Regions from separate parts of the Capsicum annuum genome. Here region 1 is linked to region 2. Evidence: chromatin contacts called from public Hi-C data. All regions are on one chromosome and are shown on one strand. The core of a region is the stretch at or near the end of the contact, and the rest is flanking DNA. Distances in the headings are between cores, read along the strand shown.

What was found. Hi-C and Micro-C count contacts between places; a contact is called where the count stands out from the background.
Region 1: a contact with region 2 is called in a Hi-C map of placenta, with 2.4 times the contacts expected there. The contact joins the enhancer-like site here to the promoter of LOC107859510 in region 2. A contact is called at or near these places in 2 of 5 Hi-C or Micro-C datasets (leaf and placenta).

The regions. Positions count from the first base shown.
Region 1 is chr2:132,685,232-132,689,257 of UCD10Xv1.1, forward strand. No RefSeq gene overlaps it. Among protein-coding and RNA genes, the nearest start is that of LOC107859513, 9.6 kb to the right of the region's middle. Within about 2 kb of position 1,565, at least 2 of the 5 cell types and tissues checked have an H3K27ac peak or open chromatin away from gene starts, as enhancers often do. A contact at or near this core is called in leaf, where this site is marked.
Region 2 is chr2:132,642,136-132,646,086 of UCD10Xv1.1, forward strand. LOC107859510 (U-box domain-containing protein 8) reads right to left here and starts at 2,114. Exons shown (of 1, transcript XM_016704549.2): 1 at 630-2,114. The coding sequence starts at 1,963. The coding sequence ends at 851.

The DNA of each region.
Region 1 (4,026 bases), core at 315-2,814, 43 kb after region 2:
AAAAAACAAAATCTATTATAATGGTGATTCCCCTCCAAATTTGACACTAGTAAAGTTATAAAATGCAGACATGGTATATCCATCAATAGTCTATTCTTGTCCCAGAGAGATAGCATTACGCTGTATTCAAGTAGGACTGTTGTGTTTGCAAGTCAATGCAGCAGAAAGACCAACTATGTCATCAATTTTGTTCATGCTAATTGCTAAGCAATGAAGCAATGATTCCCTCCCCGAAGCAGCCACTACTTACCCCTACCACAGACTCGGGTACTATTGAAATAACAACATCTTCGATCAATGAGGTGACTATTACAACACTTGATGGTCGTTAGTCAGCTGATGACTGATGATACATAGATGTATCAAGTTGTCACTAATTCTATCTTCTATGATTGAATGCACTAAATTATACTAATATAACAAACCTTGAGATTACCCACAGCTTAGCAGTGTAGGCATCTGATCTTTTCATATAGTTGAAGAAACATTTGTTTTCCGGAACGAGTATAAAAGGAATTTCCCTGAAGAATCATGTTGAAGTATGTAACCTTCTAATTTAATAGCTAATTGCTAGAGATAACATATGTTTATTTACTTGATTATATCTCCTACACATCCTCGTGAGAGTATGGTTAAAGGATATGGTATCCAGAAAAATGCAAAATAGGACGAGAAAATATAAGAATTCTTTCTTCTTTGACTAGCATATCGTCCTGATCTTTCACTGCTTATAACAATTCTCAGGGTCGGTTTTTTTTATCGGAAAAATGGTACAAGTGAATTTGTTATAAGGTCAAGAACACGTGTATCTATTTAACTCGACGATTAAATATTAGCAGTTTAAATATGCTTTCAAATATAACTAAGAACATTAATGAAGTAAAAATAAATTAATGGAACAGAAGAGCTTAGTTGCTTGATATTTCATTTAGATCTGGAGATGATTTATGTGAAAGATTGTTTGAAAGTCAAGACTTAGTAAAATAAAGAAAACTTGGAGCACCAGTATATAAATTCTTGGTATTGTTCAGAATCATAAAATTTCCTTACAAGTATGTGAACACTACTATTTATAGGTAACAAAGGTACTCCGTTAGTCAATAGGTAAGCTTCAATATGATAAAGTAACTTACTGCCTGGCAAATTGAGGCTTGCAATGTGATAATATTATATGGATCACTCACCATCACAATTTGACGAGAGAAGCCAGAGGAGAGGTTAATATGAATAGAATGGGCCTTTCATTCCGTAGAATGATTATAAAAATGAATTCTTTTTCTATGGAAAGAGACATGTATAGCTTTTATACTTTTGGTGTCCCTTGAGGTCTTATACCTCCTAAAATTTTTATGAGTTAATTAGAAATCCTATTATACGTCCTAAAGTTTCTGTATGTGAGCTAATTAGAGATCCTACTTTACCATAGAATGGCGTGTGTCCCCTATTCTTAGTAGGTGCAGAGAGGCCTTCCTTCTTTTTCTAATCTTTTGATCGTAATCAAAGGCATCCACTCTCAATAGAGTTGGATGGAATCTTTTTTTTTTATTTTAAAAGGTATATGCTTCATTTTGAGCCCTAAAGTACTATGTCCAATAGAAATGCTCCACCTAAGAATATCCTTACACGTTTCAGCTAATATTCATCTGTAATTTGAAGAATCTCGTACAAATAAATCTGATGTATATATCCTTTTATCCTTTTACTTTTCTCTTCGGGTCACGAGAACTTGAAATCAAAATATGTCATCAAACTAAAAAAAACTTTAAACTATGTCATATATTTAAAAAAATATCAAAGTCTGCTTAACTCATAAAAAAGGTGAATTATGTAAAAAAATTTTAACGAAACCCAGCTCACGATGTTAAATTTTTTTGAAAAGTGCATAACTCACAATTTTTGTGAGTTATTCATTCTTATATAACTCACAAAAATTGTGAGTTATGCATTTTATTTAACATAACTCACAATTTTTGTGAGTTATGTATTCTTATTTTTTAACATAACTCATGATTTTTGTGAGTTATGCATTTTATTATAACATAACTCGCAAAAATTGTGAGTTATGCATTTAATTTTTTGTGAGTTATGTATTCCTATTTTTTAACGTAACTCGCGATTTTTGTGAGTTATGCATTTTATTATAACATAACTCACAAAAATGGTGAGTTATGCCTTTTATTTTAACATAACTCAGATAAATTTTGAGTTATTTAAACAATGAAAAACATTTTCAAAATTTTATTTAACATAACTCACTTTTTTTGTGAGTTATGCATCTATTTTATCATAACTCACAAAAAAATTGAGTTATATGCTTTTTAAATTCTTCTATTTAAACAGGCGTATACATTCATTTTTTGTATACGATTTTCAAATTCTTCTTCTTCTTCTTCTTCAACTTCAATTCTTTTTGTTTTCAATCATCTTCAACCTCAATTTATCTTTTCAAAAGTTTATCAAATTTTAGAGAATGAATTCTGAACGTGTTAAAGTTGCACTTTTTTGGGATGGCGAAATTATTCACGAGGGAAATACAATATATTATAGTATGTCCCCCAAGTCCAACGCGAAGTATCCAATTTCAATTGGTTATAGAGAATTTGTAGAATCAATTTTTAGAAGAATGAAAATAAAAAATAATAATTTTGATTTATTTATAGTCGGACAATATCCAAATTCCTTCTCATCTCAAGGAATGATAAATTATGGAGAATGGATTATTAGTGATGATGAGTCGTTGACTGAATTTCTGAGGGCTCCTTGTGACTATGCTAGTCAAATAAAACTGAACATTCTTCAAGTTTATGTTAAGAAGGAGAGTAAAAATCATCTTGTGCATTCTCCGATACAGACAAATGTGCATACACAATTTGATGATCCAACAAGTGATGTCAATGCTTATTTAACTCAGTATAATACTTTTTTTGACATGAATGCTCCCCAATACATCATGCCGAGTAGCATGCCAACACAATTCTCAATACCTGATTTGAATGAAACTTTGGATGAAAGTGATCGGTAATTTTTCTTAATTTGTGTTATTATTAATATTTTATATTTTTAATAATTTTTTGTATATTTCTTATGTCATATGTTATATTTTATTTAGGGGGTTAACTCTGCGTGACACGAATAATGTTGATTTATTTGTAAATGACTATAATTATGGTCAATCATCTCAACTTGGATGGATGCACAATGCTGGAACATCTGCAAATGTTCATTTGAATACTTTTTTTGACATGAATGCTCCCCAATACATCATGCCGAGTAGCATGCCAACACAATTCTCAATACCCGATTTGAATGAAACTTTGGATGAAAGTGATCGGTAATTTTTCTTAATTTGTGTTATTATTAATATTTTATATTTTTAATAATTTTTTGTATATTTCTTATGTCATATGTTATATTTTATTTAGGGGGTTAACTCTGCGTGACACGAATAATGTTGATTTATTTGTAAATGACTATAATTATGGTCAATCATCTCAACTTGGATGGATGCACAATGCTGGAACATCTGCAAATGTTCATTTGTCACTAAGCTTGGATATTATCGATTATTATCGGTAGGTCTAAAATATCATTGCTAATAAGTTATGTTTGTTAATTTCATGTTATTATTTATATTGCTAATTTCATGTAATTATTATTCATGCTTTTTGAATGTACTAAAATTATTTTATCATTTGATATATAGGAATAATGTCAAGCAAGGTGAACATATTATCACAGATGATACTGAAAATGGTGATCAACCAAATTATGGTGAATTGTCACAGGGTGATGATAGCGAGCCTAATAATGCCGAGGGAGGTGAATGCCCCTATGAGTCATCATCGAGTGATAATGATGTGAGGTCTAATTCTGAACAAAGAACCATGTCTATGAGTTCTTGTCCTCAACAAGAATCAATTTCACAGTTGGTTTTAGTATCAGTACCAATAAATAGGCCTCATTTTTATTATAATGAAGTTTCATTTCTTGATCATTTTCAAGAAAGATCAGATGTGTTTATGAATA
Region 2 (3,951 bases), core at 864-3,363:
GTTTGTTTACCCCAAGAAACAGCAACCCAATTAGAACTGACAAAATTACAAGTCATCCTATAACGACAGAACATCAAAAAATCTTCTAAACAATTTGGAGGGTACGAGGATTAGCAGACCACTACAGTCCACTAAGATGATACCAAATGCAATCATGAAAAATGGTATAGGAGGAGAGGTCAGACAGATTTTAATATACAGTAACATACATAAGTGAAATTCCACCTCATGGAGGTATGAGGCAGATTTTAATATGTGATGTGGAAATCTCCAAATCAAGATCAATAGACGTTTGAAATACAACAATTGAAAAACAAGAGATGTGCCACAAAAAGTACAGTAAGTGAAATAATTTTAAGCAAGTGTACCAATGTGCACATACTGTTGTGGATAAAAATAGCCAGTAGAACGAATCTTTCTTTTCTTCATTCATCACCCTTTCTCAACATCAATCATTTAATTACTTTCTCTTTACCTGCACTAACATTGGACACTATAGTATCTGTATACTGTCATGACTTATGAAGGGCTCTCATTGATCATTCTTACTACTGACTGGAAAAGATTGGATTTTTAATTTTACATCAACATATGCAACAAGAATATTAAAAATCACAAAGAGAAAGACATTGAGAGAACCATTGTTTTTTTTTTTCTTTTGTCATCTTTATTTTAAAAATATAAACCAAAATAACGAAATAGAGATGCACATTTTCCCCCTACAATTCTACAGTTTTTGTACAAATGCAAGAAAAACAAAAATTATTTTGAGGACACCCAACTCACCTTCTTCATAATCCATCAAAATCAACACTTTCCAAATTCACATTTTTTTTAGTTTCCTAATCAATCAGAGACTTAATCTTTTTCCTTGCAAAACTTGAATCAAGCTATTAGCATTCCTTCTCACTTTCTCATTATCATCTTCTAATAAGCCAACACAAATCTCAAACACCCCTTCTCTTACGACCAAAACACGCATCCTTTCACTGTAATTACACAACAAACTGATAGTCAATAGAGCATATTGCACAGCTCTGGATGACCCATTTTTCAAGAATTTTATCAATATTTCCAATAGTCCACCAAATTTGATCATCTCTTGACGACCTTCTTTACATTTTGCTAACAATCCCAATACCTCAACGGCTCTTCCCAGGCCCGAATTAGCATTCTGAATCAGTATTGGAACAGCCCGATTCTCCACGGCCCGAACCCGATTGTCCGGGAAAGAAGAGAGAGTGTAGAGAGCAGTAGCAGCTTCCTTTCTCTCTCTACCATTTCCACCCCAAAGAAGTGAAATTAACCCAAGAATCGCATCTGGGTATGCCCCAATTGTTGCCTTATTCACTTCCACCACCGCTAAACTCGTCAAAACCGTGGCGGCCACCGCCCTCGAGTCTCCGGTACCTCTCCGTAACGTTGCAACCACTTTCCCCACAACCCCTTCAGCTACCAAACCCACTTTGTTGTCATCATCCAAGCTCAAATTCAACAACAAATGAAGCGCTTTCTCCTGAAAACCACCCGAATCATCATCGAAATCAACACAATTCAGCACAGCAGAAACAGCCCCGGACTCAGTGAGCTTCCGTCGGATCGCTGAGTCACGCTTGGAAAGCTTACTGAGTTTGTCAAGCGAGTTGAGCTTAGAATCCAACGGCGAAGAAGCAGCAATAAGGGTTTGAATAAGGGACTTCGGTTCAGGGTAAGATAGTGGTTTAGGGAAAGAGACGAGGGTATAATTGGAAATGAGACTACGAAGTGCATGATTAGGGATTAGAGAAACCGGGTCGGATATGGGCAGCTTTGTAATCGGGCAAGTCCGGTGACCGGAGTCAAGCCACCGTTGGATTGATGAACGGTCAAAGGTATGACCCGACGAGAGAATAACCGGGTCGGACATAATTTCAAGGGAAATCGGGCACCGAAAGTCATCCGGGAACTGGCTCGGACTTGCCATTTCTGTTTTATCTCTCTACACTAGATTCTCTCTCTCTCTCTCTTTCTCTCTCTATACGTATCTATTTAGCCTATAAATATATAGTAATGTGTGTGTGGAGGTAAGAGAGGGTTTATGAGGTTTAGGTCAAAGGAAATAGTGTACACTATGTGAGGTGGTGCAAATTTGAGGTGGAGGAGCTTGCCTTGTGACATGCATTGCCATGTGAAATTACATTATTCTCCTTGAAAATGACATTAGTAATACTCTAATTCATGTGATATAATAATAATAATAATAATAATATGTCTTTTTCTAGATCATTTTAGTACAAGTCGATCATTTATTAAAAACAACTTTTTCTACCTCAAGAAGGTAAAAAGAAGTTATGGATATGTTTATAATTTATTTAAATTAACTTATTTTAAGTCAATATAGCTTCTAAATATTTACGTAGTGTTTGATTAAAATACGAAAATGCAAGTAAATATTTAATTTTACGTTTAAAAAATCATAATCTAAGTTTACTTTTAAAAGTCAAAAATGTTATTGGATTATACAATTTTTTTTATTATTATTAATATAACTTGTTGAATAATTGGAAAACACTAGGAAAGTGAAAATAGTGATTTGGTGGATAATGACAAGTATGCTATTTCTCAGCTAAAATGATTCAAATGGATTTGTCGGTCACTTTTTCCCTAAAAAAGGGAAATTGAATCTTAGTTCATATCCTTAATTTAAGTTCCTAAATCTTTTCCTTAACTTAAATTTACCAAATTACGAAAACCTACAGTTTGATCAAAAAGGGGTATTTTTGGAAGTAAAACTTAGTAAAGGTAGTACCTCAACGGTCCCCTGATTTATTATATGGCTCTGTCGTCACGAGAAAGTGTAACCGTTGTGAAAATTATGTAAATTTATTGATTTACCCTACTGCTACTGTTACAAGTCAACTCACATAAACCTCTGTTTGCTCATAAATTTTATAGCTGATACTTAGAAATTTAAATATTTTGAATATGTATGTTACTTTATTTATGATGAAAATCCCAAAAATTGTGATGATCTAATTTTTGAAAACTTAAAAATACTTAAAAATTATATTTTTAAAATCTGATCAACTTTATGATCAAATAATTATTTGAAAAAGAATTTTCTAAGCTTATTCTAAAAATATGATTTAAAAATAGTTTTAAATCATAATTATGATTTAAAAATATCGTAAAGTTGATCAGGTTCTTAAAATATGATTTAAAAATATTTTTAAAAATTAAAAATATTTAAAATATCATATAGTTTTAAAATTTATGATATTTTTAAATATTTTTAATTCTTAAATGATAATTATGATTTAAAAATAGTTTTAAATCATAATTTAAAAATATGAGCAAATTTTAAGGTCAAATAAATATTTAAAATATTTTTTAAAATTTATAGTTAAACCTAGCAAATAAAAAAGAAACGTGTTAAATTTGAGCAAATTTTTAAAATTTAAAATATTTAAAGACCATATTTTTAAAATTTGAGCAAATATTATGATCAAACAAATAGTTAAAAATAATTTTTTAAATTTATGGTCAAACCGAACAGCGTAGGCACATAAAAATAAATTTATTAAAGTCTTTTAGATTAAAAATATTTAAAAAACATATTATAAAATTCTGATAAGATTTTATGATCAAATAAATATTTAAAAGGCCAAATCCATTGATAGCCCCCTAAACTTGACACCATCTTTCACTTAGACACCTCAAGTGGACGATGTTCATTTTAGGCACCTCAACCAGCTATTAACTGTATTATTTTGACACTTTTTTTACAGTCAGCTAAAATTAACTCTGCTGACATGACATACAACCAATTAAAAAATAACATGTGGCACTTTTTGTATAAAATAATAATTTTAAATAAATTATAATTAAAAAAATCTATTTTTAACTAATTAACTTAAATTTTTTTTTTAATAAATAAATGCTCCACCTCCCCCCGCCCTCCTCCCCCTTTAT